Regions from separate parts of the Mus musculus genome. Here region 1 is linked to region 2. A link is a contact called in public HiChIP or PLAC-seq data. All regions are on one chromosome and are shown on one strand. Each heading gives the region's core, a stretch centred on a gene start, on an enhancer-like site or on the middle of the called end of the contact. The rest is flanking DNA. Distances are from core to core; before and after follow the strand shown.

Region 1 (5,890 bases), core at 760-3,259, 100 kb after region 2:
TTGCCAGCCTCAGACAGATTCTTATGTCCCGAGTAAGTAGCTCTGGCTTGAAGACTGAGAGTCTGAGACCCTTCTCTGGCCGCTCACTCCTCTCCTGAGAAGGCCTTTTGCAGAGGGTGGGAAGCCTGGGCTCCAGTCTGGGTTGGGGTCAAGCGTGTGGTGGGAGTGGGGTTTGAACTCAGCTGAGAGCCGTTAGAGTCTTCTAGGGGCTTGGGGAGCAGGGTGGGCACGGCCTAGCCTGGTGTCCAGGTGGGTGTTGAGGGGGAGGCAGGGAAAGGGCAGTGGGGCTAATGGACAAGCAGAAAAAGGCCAGGCTAGACCCAGAGCAAAGCCGGGAGCACATCTCCACAGCCCTGCACTGTTAGTGGACCTGCTTCCCAAATGCCTGGCTGCCATTGCTGGCGTGTTTACCACAGACTCGGGGTCTTGTCTGTCTGGCAGCAAATGTTCTCGAAGGCAGATTGCCCACAGACGACACAAACATTTTCACAAATCCCGGGTGGGACATCGTGTGTCAAACTGTGAAGGTTGAGTGGATTAAATAGCAATTTAGCGATTTCAACTTTTTAGGCTTCATTAAGGATTTTAGAGGTAGTAATTGTTCCTTCACCTTAAAACTCACAGAGCCGTCTCCTCCACAGCTACGGAAACTCAAGGTGACATGTGAAATAGCTGTGTGTAATGGCAGTGACAGAAAGAGGGAGAGTTCTGCCTGGCGGTGGCTGGGGCACTTGCTTTCTGTGGGAGCATCTGGGTGGGCTTCCTGGAGGAGGAAGCTCGGGATGTGTGGAATACAGACCAGTCAGAGGTGCTGGTTCCAGGCTGAGCTGTTGCACATGGCAGGCAATGTCGGCTCCTGAGGCTGAAGACAAGGCCCACATGGGCCTGGCCAGGCTGTGGAGCAGGGTGCATGGATGGCAGATGGTGACCAGACATGTTTAAGCAGAGAAGGGGACATGGTGTCCACCATGCATTGAGGGGACTTGGTTGGGAGGAGGATGCCACAGCCGTGGCTGCTGCTGGTTGCACACCGGAGCCTGCAGGAGCAGGCATGGCTGACCACGCTTCTTATTGCGGTCCATTGTGGGCTCTTTGACCCCATCCAGCAGGTCCATCTTAGGTCAAATATGAGTGCAGGGCCTTCAGAAGACCTGGTCCCACAGGGAAGGCTCAGGGAGGGGGCCAGCTCACTCCCTCTTCTTGTCTGTTGCACAATAGGATACAGAGAATAGAGACATCAAGCCACCATATCCAGGATTACACAGCCAGGAACTGCACACATCAGGATTTGAACTCTGACCCCACCTAGGCTGGGTCTCCATGATGTGAACGCTATACCCATTCCATTTATTGGGTGGTAAACTGAGGCTGTGGAAAGCGGAGACACTGGTGTGGGGGTCACAGAGCAGGCACAGGGAAGCAAAGCTTTGACTGTCCAAACCCGTTAGCTCTGGAGCCTGCTCTGTCCCCAAATAGAGCAACGGTTTCTCTTTCTCAGATTGTCACCTGAGAATGGGGTCAAAAATGGTGCCTATCTGGTGTCACTGACCTCTACTGGGGCTTTTAAGCACAGTGCCCGGCACTTAGTAGGTATCTTAAACAGATGGAGGCCATGAAGGTGGCTGCACATTGAAGCCACACGTTCACAGAGGCCGTAGACAGTAGGTGCCGAGCTACTGTTACTGTGGAAGGACACCCCTGGACCCAATCCTGTTTCCTTCACAAATTGCCTTCCCCCCAGTTTCCCCAACTCCAACAAACTGCCCTGAGAAGGTTGGTTAGGAATGGGGGTGAGGCTGGGGGAGGGCAGTGTGGGGCCTGAACTCAGCATGGTGAGACCAGAATTCCAGGTCTGAGCCCTGGCCCCGCTGTGCGACCTCTGGCTAGGGCCTTGCCTTCTCCGATCAGGCCTTGCTTTCCCTTCTCATCTGTCGTGCCTGGACCAGGCTGGCCTGGGAGGTGCCAGCTTCAAGCAGGGCCAGGGGCTGCTGCTCTGTCCCCTTGGCCGCCAGCCCCCGCCTCCAGCCTCCAGAGCTCCAGGCTGTACAGAGGAGGCAGCCAATCTGTTTACTGAACCGGCTGACCCCTTCCGGGAACACGGCCCAAGCTTCCCAGAACTCGGGTATTAATGACCCGGAGCCACATGACGGAGCATGACACAGCATTTTTGGGTGCAAGGCAGAGCCCAGAGGGGCGCGTGGGGGCTGTGGCCCAGCCTCGAGCCTGGCCAGAGGGTGAGTCACCCTGGCCTGCTGCAGCTCCCTCCCTGGCCACTTGTGCCCTCCCCCAGACCGCACGTCCCACCTTGGCCAGGGCCACCCAGGACCCCTCAGCCTTTGCCTTACTGAGAGAGCCGAGGCTGTGGGTGCCCGGAGCTGCCCTCTTGGGACCTCAGAAGGGGCTGCACACGAGGCCCTGGCCTCCCTCCAGAGAAGCTGGCTTAGCCTTTCAGAAAAGGGACAGATGTATTCCTGTTTGACAGATGACAAAACTGAGGCTCGTGGAGAAGGCACAAGTCCTGAATGTGGGCCAGGACTGGATTCACGTCAGAAAAGATCCTTTCACAGTGGGGACGGAGAGGATTGAGGCATGAGCCCGAACCCAGAAAGCCCCCAGCTCAGGCCTGCTTTCTGTAGGCTGCACAGCTGGGCACGTAGACACATGCACTGTGCCTCAGTTTCCCCTGTGGAGGCGCTTGGCTTCCTGATCTCAGGAATACCTGAGGACAGGTGACAATCTAGCCGAAAGCATCCCACCCAAACAATTACCAGTGTCTTGAGGCCCAGGTCTTGGAAGCCAGGCTGGGGTCAGCATAGGCCTCACCCCCTGGGCATCCTGGGTCACCCTGGGGCAAGGTGGAGGCGGTGGTTTTTATAAGGCTGGGAACCAGACAGGTGTGGGGTGCAGAGGGGTGCCTGCTGGCAGGAGGGGGCCAGGCCGGGGTACACGGGACTGGAGGTGTTCTTTGATTCTCTTCACTTTATTAGCAGCCATTGCTTGAGCACCTTCTGTATACAGGTCTCTCTGTTGTTGGGTGGGTTGGATGGCTACAGTGGGGGAGGGGAACACATGGATGGCAGAATATTTTGGCTCTGGGCTAGGACCATGGTAGACACGGCAGAGGATGACAAGCTGTGGGGGAGGTCTCCTGAAGTGACTTCCATGGACAGTGAGTGGGGCGGCTTCCCAGCAGGAGCCTGTGTGCATAGCCAGTGTGAAGGCTCTGGGAGAGGCAGGGGACTGGAGTAATTGGGAAAGACAAGGGAGGATGCTGGTGGCTAGAGGGAGGGATGGTGACAGTGTCCAGGGCCCAGCGCACAGTGAGTGGCCACCACACAAGCTCCTGCGTACTCGGAAGACAGCAGGACTCATCTTCTCTGTCTCCCAGGGCCAGGACATGCCACCCTCAAGGCCAGAGACAGGTAGGGAAGAGAGACCCAGCAGGGATACTCGTTCAGGAGTCCACCGAGAATTAGAAGGTCAGAGGTGGCCAGGGCGATGGCCCAGCATGGTGGACAGGCCTTCTGTAGCCAGAAGCTGTGGCTGTGGACAGCACGGACAGTTGTCACCAAGGACCCCTGCTGTGAGACAGCAAGCCTGGAGGTGTCCCCGGAAGAGGAGAGGCAGATACAGAGGCCCTAAAGGGGACAGGCAAGAGTTCTCCACTGCTCCAGAGCTGGAAGAACACAGAGGGGCCGGGCAGGGTCTCAGTTCCCAGGCTGGAGTCTGGGGCAGACCTACACCTCAGGCCCAGGTTAGAGATCAGGTTCCCTACATGTATAAAGGTGTCATCTGGTACAGGCACCTGTCCACCCTTGTTGGGCATAGCTGGAGTCACAGCACATTTGGAGATGGGCAGGAGGGTGGAGGGGCAGGAGCTGTCACATGGGTGCATCTTGGTTCTGTGACAGCAGCGGTGCTGTGTGTCTCCTGTAAGTCACCTCACCTCTCTGAGCCTTAGATCTTCATTAGTGAGTGTACTCGATTCATTGTTTCGTTCATTCACCCTTCCCTCGGTATTTAAATTTTTATATGTATTTATGTGTGTGCACGCGCAGGCGCCTTTGTATCCCACAGTACGTGTGTGGGGGAGGTCAGAGGGCAACTTGCAGGGGTTGAGTCATTCACCTTCTAGGTCCCAGGAATTGAACTCAGGTTGTCAGGGTTGGGGGCAGATGACAACTTTATACACCAAGCCATCTCGTCAGCCCTCACTCAGTTGTTTTTTTTTTTTTTTTTTTTAGCACTTATTATATGCCAGGCATTGGGCTGGGATGGGGCATGCAGCGAGGACACACTCCCTGCCTGTGTGAGCTGACTCGGGGCATGGTGTGCAGTGGTTAGGGCTGTGGACTCTGGGGCCAGAGAACCTGGACCTGTTCCTGCTTCAGCAGTTATCAGCTGTGTGACGTCTGACCAGTTGCTTCACCTTCCTGAGTTTTCTCTGTAACGCGAGTTAATTACGTTATTCACTTTGTAGGGCTACAAATGAGTTTACGTAAGAAGCATGAGCCTGACACACAGTAGGTACTCATCTGTGTCCAAATGGAGAGAGAGGGAAGATAAACAGAACACAGGTGAGCGAGCGTCCCACAGTGGGAGGGGACAGGAGCCAGCTTGGAAGACCAAGTGGGCACACAGTAAGTCCTCAATAAATGGCTGTCTTTCTTGGCCTGCCTTTTATCCAACTTGGAAGGTGAGGCCTGAGATTTGGGATCTGCAGAAGATAGGAAGTCAGGCCTGGCTTATCCAGAAACGTAGGGCAGAACCCTGGGGCCACCCCCCTCACACACACACTGCACCCGCAACACTCCCTGAACCCCAACTGCATCACCTTCACAGCCTGGGTGGCTAGGGCGAGCCGGGGCCTGCCTGGCAGGTCCCCATAATGGCACTCATTACACAGGTGTCTGGCAGTGCAGTGAGGAGACTTGGGCCCCAGGGTCCGCGTTCTCATGGCACCTGGCCAGCCACCGCGGGCCCTTCCTCATCCTTCATGGGCCTGTGTCCAGGAAGGGCAGCAGGCGGGGGAACGGGGCTGGCGGGGGGCCAGCTGGCAGTCCACAGAAGGAGGGAAAATTGAGAAGCTTGGGTGCCAAAGGCTGGCGAGGGGAGGTGGGAGGGGGTGCAGGTGCGCAGGGATGGTGATCCAGGCAGGCGGAGGTGAGAGGTCACCACGCTGCTGCCGCCGCCGCCGCTGCCACCACCACTCTGAGTCCAGCATAGTCCAGTTAGCCCACTTATGGGGTGCCCACCGGTGGCTCTGGTGGCTCTACTGTTCTGGCTGAGTCTGAAGCCCTGGTTTCTGCAGTTAACCAGTGGTGACAGCCGGTTACTGACCCTGCATCAAAGCACCACACGGGCGCCAGGCGGTGGTGGCACATGCCTTTAATCCCAGCACTCGGGAGGCAGAGGCAGGCGGATTTCTGAGTTCGAGGCCAGCCTGGTCTACAGAGTAAGTTCCAGGACAACCAGGGCTACACAGAGAAACCCTGTCTCAGAAAAATAAAACAAAACAAAAAACAAACAACAAAACAAAACAAAAAAGCATCACACGGTATTTTATAAATATGCACATGTTCAGTGTAAACTAAAAAATATATATTTAAGAGGCTGGAGAGATGTCTCTGTGGTTAAGAGCACTGGCTGCCCTTTTGGAGGATTTGGGTTCAATTCCCAGCACCCACATGATAACTCCAGTCCTAGGGCACCTGACACCCTCTTCTGGCCTCCTTGGGTACCAGGTACCAGGGTGTACAGGCACACAGGCAGGCAAAACACCGACACACATTAAATAAAAATAAATAAATCTCAAAAAATTGAAATACATGTATTTAAAAAGATCTCCAGAGTCATGTGATGTTGACGCATGCCTTTAAGTCGGCACTCA
Region 2 (5,497 bases), core at 1,643-4,142:
CACCAGATGTCAAAGATGCACAGCCTACCCTCGCCAGCCTTTCTGTGGCAGCAGCGGTGGCATAGCCCTAAATAGGCCCGGTGTTTAAGACATGGGAGCATTTGGGGAAACGCCTGTGTAAGCCAGTGCTCACTTAGTAAATGGCATCTTTGTTAACATACTGCTATCAGCTGTCAAATGACAAACCATTATCAGCCCCAGGAATCTCAAGAACTCGGTCCTGGGACGCAGGGAATTCTCTCCGCTCCAGCCCACAGGTTCCTCGTGCTCAGCGGAGGACTGTGCCAGCCACACTCCCACCTCGGGGCCTTTCCACTTGTTCTCCGGCCCTCACACACATTCTCAAGGTCCCTTCCCTCCTGCCTTTCTCCCTTTAGCTCCGTGTTCAAATGCTGTCCTTTCAGTAAAGCCCGATACAGGCTCTCTACAATGCCAAGCCCCTGCCTCATGTTTTCCCTGTTGCTTTTGCTACACGGCTTTTACAACCCTATTATTGGGGGACTAGTTACCTGTCTCCTGAACCAAAATGCCAGTTCAAGTCTTGCCTGCCTTCAGGGCTGACAACAGGGACTAGAAGAAATATTCCATTAGGTGCTCAATATACATCAGGCCTGCTTCCTCTTTTACCGGGTCAGGTCAGGAGAGGCCAGGGCACCTCTCTAAGACCACACGGCTCAGGGGACAGAGACAAGGAGACCTACTGAGAGAAACTTGGAGGAACCAGTTTGACCAGTCTTTCCCTCTCTGGGTTAGGAAAGGCCCCAGGAGGCTGTCTGAAGCTGTGTGGCTGCTCTTCAGGAACTGATACCTGATCATAAAGGAGGGGCAAGAGGTGGACCCCAGGGGAAAGCAAGAGGAAAGATTGGGGCCAGTAGGAAGGGGGCTGTGAGGACAGCACAGCCACACACTATGAATCCCTTCTTCTCCATTTCCAACTCCCAGGCTATATGCCTGAGGACCAGCAAGACCAAGCTCGCTTCAAGTTCAGAGAAGGGCGGCTGGCCAGGTGAATCACAGGGGCCGCCTACTGTACACAAGGCCTAGAGCCACACAGTGTGTATCATTACAGCGAGTGATCAGGAGAAGAGGCACCACCCAGGCCATCCAGCTAACGCCACCAGCCTCCCTCAAGGAGAACTCGGGTCCTGAGGCTGGGTGTTCGGGTGTGTGGGTCAAGGACCCAGCCGAACAGACCAAACACCCAAGACAAGTGGAAAACCAAACATACAGACTGGAAACCTAAGGCGAGGCCAATCCTCACTGACCTAGGACCCAAAGAGAAAAAGCAAATGGTCCTATGTCACGTGCCACTTAGCGCTGAAAAAGCATCAATCGCATGCCAGCCAGGGCAGGGAGCCAAGGGGGTAGTGGCCTCAGCCCCACCCAGGCCAGGGCTGTGTGCCCTGTAGCTGCCCAGCCAAGGGAGCGGATAGAATGTTGAATAACAAAGCCAACTCCTGGAGACTCTACCCTGGCTGAGGGGCCTCAAGGCTGGCTGTCATCTGACCCTGGATGCACAGGCATTTCCGCAACCCCTGGGGATACCCAGCCAGGCAGTGAGATTGCTGAGGCTCCCTGAGAGCGGGTTGGAGCCAGTGCCAGTTAGGATAAGAGCATGTCAAGAAGCAAAGAAACCAGAGAGGGGACCTGGCTTTGGGGGAAGGGGTGGAGCCAGGGAAAGGGGCTCCGGGTGGTGATAAGTGTATCCCACAAAGTCCTAATGGGCAGCTAGTGTGTGGGTGTGGGAGAGGACAGAGCCAGACTCAATAGGGTCTGAATCGCTGCCGAGAATCTACCAGTAAGAGGTGAGGGCTGCCGGTCCCAATGGGAGGGGGAGGGGATAAGTTCACTGCAGCTACTGAAGCAGGGACCATGATGGAGCTTATGGGAAGAGCGCCTGGGATATTTTGCAGCTGAAATCCAAATCGGGGCCCTAGAGGCTAGAGAACTGTTAGTCCCAGAAGGGGGGTTAGTTTGCAACCCACGGTCTTGGAAAAAACGCACAGAGTGTAGACTCGTAACGTGGGGGTCCTAGGACTGCGTGTGAGTTTAGGTGGCTAAGGGCAGTGCCTGCGACTGAGATGTCTAAGGCTTCGCGCTGCCTGAGAACCGGAAGCCTTGGACTGGGATTTAGGAAGACAAGGCAGGCCAGGGTGGGGTTCCTAAACTGCCCAAGGTGCCCTGGGGCTAGGACTCTGGATGCGCAGGTGCATTGGGGCTGTTCCTAAATCTCTGCAACCCCAAAGCCTCACGGCTCGGAGTAGGAAGGGGTTTAGTTAGGGTCCCAAGATCTAGGGGTGCTCTTTGCAAAGTTGGAAGCCCTGGAGTTCCGCTTTGGGTGGAAGCTGGGATTAGATTGGGGGCAGGGTTAGGATGGGGCTAGGGTTCGGATGGAGTGCGGTTCGGATCCAAGGGCGTCCAAATGGGCTGCTGGAGTTCGGATCTGGGTAGAGTTCAGATCTCGGCATTTCGGATGGGCTGGGGTTTGGATTCGTGGGGGTTCGGACGGGTTGGGTCGAAGTGAGGTTCGAATAGGTTGGGGTTCTAATCCGTGGACTCAGGATGGGTTAGGGTTCGAATCCGGGGACTTCGAATGGGCTAAGGTTCGGATCCAGAGGGCTCAGATGGGTTAGGGTCCAGGTGTTCGGACCGCCTGGGGTTCGGTCGGGGCGGGCCCGGCGCCGAGCACCCATCAGATCGCAGGCCCTCCATCCGTCCTACCTGGCGAGTAAAGCGCCGCCAGCTCACGGGCTCCCGCGTGCTGTGCGCCCCAGCGCCGGCCCTCCGCCGTCTCGTCCTCGTCCAGCTCCGGCTGCCGGCCCGGCGCGTCCTCGGCGCCCGCCATGGCCCGTCGCCCGGCCCGCCCGCTGCGCTCTGCCTGCAGCGGCGGCGGCCGCGGAACCGCGGCGATATCACGCCGCCCAATGACCGGCCGGCGCGGGGCGCGGCGGCCGGGGCGGGGCGTCGGCGGGGCCCCGCGTCACAGCCAATCGGAGCCCGCGCCCGCGCCGCGCCCGGCCAATCGCAGGCCTTCGGGCCTCAGCCAACCGCGGCGCCGGGGGGCGGGGTCGCAGCTGGACGCAGCTGGACGCGGAAGGCAGGGTGGATGTGCGCGTCCCCGCTGCGCCCCGCGAACTCGCGTACCGCGCTGGAGGCAGGGAGTACGCGCTGCGAAGCGCCTACGGAGTGCATGGCTACTGCAGATCGTGCATTCGCTAGGAAGCTGCTGGACGGGGCAGCACATCGGCTGCACGCGCTAGGTTTCATTTCACTACCCAGGAGTGTCTCGCGTTCGAGGCCAGCCTGAGCTACATTGCAAGACTCAATCACGGAACATAAGAAGTAATATTGCCTTCTGAGAGGCCGCTCGTGACCACCTGCTGGGGTGCCCCCTCCTCTGGTCACTGTGACATCACCCTCACGCTACTCAGAGCTTGTCAGGAGTAACTGTCTCTCTATCAGGAAAGGAGCCCCTGAGGGCAGGGACTCTGCCTGGGCCAACAGCTGACAGATTTTAGGAGAGGTTGAATGAATTCCGGGTCAGAGAACGTGCTTCTGTCTTTAAGGCATTAGCATTAAGAGAGCTAAAGGCTTATGTAAAGTCCTTAAGGGATGATAAACAGCGTCCACCCTGGGGCTGCAAGACTGAGAGGTGCCTGGGGCCCGCAGAGGGAACTTAAGATCTGAAGAATTTTTCCAAGGCTCCATCTTCGTTCTTCTCTAAGATTTAAGCTTCATATTTCTCAGCTGCCAGCCTCCCCAGGCTATCTCCTCTTCCCTCAGTGCTCCTTTCCTGGGTGGTCTCTGTCCGTTCCAAGCTCCTTCTCTGTCTCCTTACGTCTACTCAAAGGAAGAGCCACTCGGATGGCCGCGTCAGGCTGTAGCCCAAGTCCTTCCTGTTCCGATGAAGGTGACAGCCTGGCACTTGTATTAACTGCGCGATTAGATTTGGGGTGTCAGGGGTTCTGCTGAACTTGCTGTGGCAGGTGCTGGGTCTCAGACCCTCCCAAACTGCGCCTGTTAGCAAGAAGGCTAGGGTTGCAGATTAGGGCTGGAGATCCCAGAGGCCAGGACATCCTGATTGACAGACAAGACGGGTAGTCAGAACTAACTCTCTCTCACCGTTATTCAATTCACAGAGCACCAGCTTGGCCCTATGCAGAGTCTCTGAGATTTGCTGGAAATGACCAGGGAAGTCTCTTTCTGTAGTTTTTTTGTTGTTTTGTGTGCATGTGTGTTCTTGAGTGTCCATGTGTGGTCAAAGGGCAACACTTGGGCGTTGGTTGGCTTGTTCCTTCAACCGTGCAAGTCCAGGGGAGCAATCTCAAGGGTTCCAGCTCGGCAGTAGTTTTTTTTTTTTTTTTCTTTGTCTTTTGTTTGTTTTTTCGAGACAGGGGTTTCTCTGTGTAGCCCTGGCTGTCCTGGAACTCACTTTGTAGACCAGGCTGGCTTTGAACTCAGAGATCTGCCTGCCTCTGCCTCCCAAGTGCTGGGATTAAAGGTGTGCACCACCACTGCCCGGCTGCAAAATTCATCTTTAACGGATCTGTGCACAGTGCACATTCCATACATTATGTTAATATAGAAACATATATTACCTCTAAACACTTTATGTTCACAGAAAGACCAAATGGACAGTCCTTATAGAATTAGAATTCACCCTCGGGGATGCTAAGATTCTGAGACCTGTTGTTCCAGCTCCCTGATTAATCCTGCTCAAACTGATGCTGTTTCCAGAGACTTGCTTCTAGGACAGTCTCAGAAAGGACTGCTGATCCAAATGACAGTGGTTCACTCAGCCTTTCAAACGGTTCCAGTCAGGACGCAAGTTAAACCCTGAACTTTCTCAGTACCGAGACTGGACAACAAATGATACCAGCTAGCTTTCCAATTTCCTTTTGGGCCCACAAAATGAATTCTTTGCCCAATTCAGCGAGGAACAATTATAAGAGGCCTGCCATCTCAATCCCTTAAGTTGGGATGGATGGTTTTGGTTATTTTATGAATAATAGATATGTTATCATTTTAGGGGATGATTTACAAATCATTGTGGTCTTGGACATGGAGGAAACAAAATCGAGAGCTTAGACTCAGGGATTTATATCTTTCCTTTCTTCTTCTCTATCCTTTCTTAGGTAGAGGGAAGGGGGTTGGTTGAAAAGAAAAAAGGGGGATATAGTAGTATTATAAGAAATTAGACAAATAGGGATGGGTTATTAAATCTACTCTTAAAAACATTTTGTAACCATAATCTTTATATTTTGATGCAAAATTGAGGTTATATTTTGTTACATTGGTACAGAAATTTGTATATTGATACAGGTTTAAGATTTTCATTGACATAGATCTTTGTATAATGATACAAAATTTAAGTTTAATTTTGTAACAACTTAATATATGTATGTTTCAACTCCGCACCATACCTGTGTAGTGGCACACACCTTTAATCCCAGCACTTGGGAGGCAGAGGCAGGCGCATTTCTGAGTTCGAGGCCAG

What was found. HiChIP or PLAC-seq counts read pairs in DNA pulled down with a chosen protein or histone mark.
Region 1: a contact with region 2 is called in an HNF4G HiChIP or PLAC-seq map of pancreatic cancer cells. The contact joins the enhancer-like site here to the promoter of Tmem189 in region 2. A contact is called at or near these places in 2 of 39 promoter capture datasets (both in the C10 cell line), 3 of 484 Hi-C or Micro-C datasets (cranial neural crest, embryonic stem cells and muscle stem cells), 6 of 115 datasets of contacts at active chromatin or transcription factors (CD8 T cells, effector CD8 T cells, embryonic stem cells and 2 more) and 2 of 9 other capture datasets (liver and pancreatic islet).

The regions. Positions count from the first base shown.
Region 1 is chr2:167,763,197-167,769,086 of GRCm38.p6, forward strand. No RefSeq gene overlaps it. Among named protein-coding and RNA genes, the nearest start is that of Gm14321, 11 kb to the right of the region's middle. Within about 2 kb of position 2,010, at least 232 of the 459 cell types and tissues checked have an H3K27ac peak or open chromatin away from gene starts, as enhancers often do. A contact at or near this core is called in embryonic stem cells, liver, muscle stem cells and 3 more, where this site is marked.
Region 2 is chr2:167,658,652-167,664,148 of GRCm38.p6, forward strand. It overlaps Tmem189 (transmembrane protein 189), which reads right to left and starts at 2,893. Exons shown (of 6, transcript NM_145538.2): 1 at 2,722-2,893. The coding sequence starts at 2,845.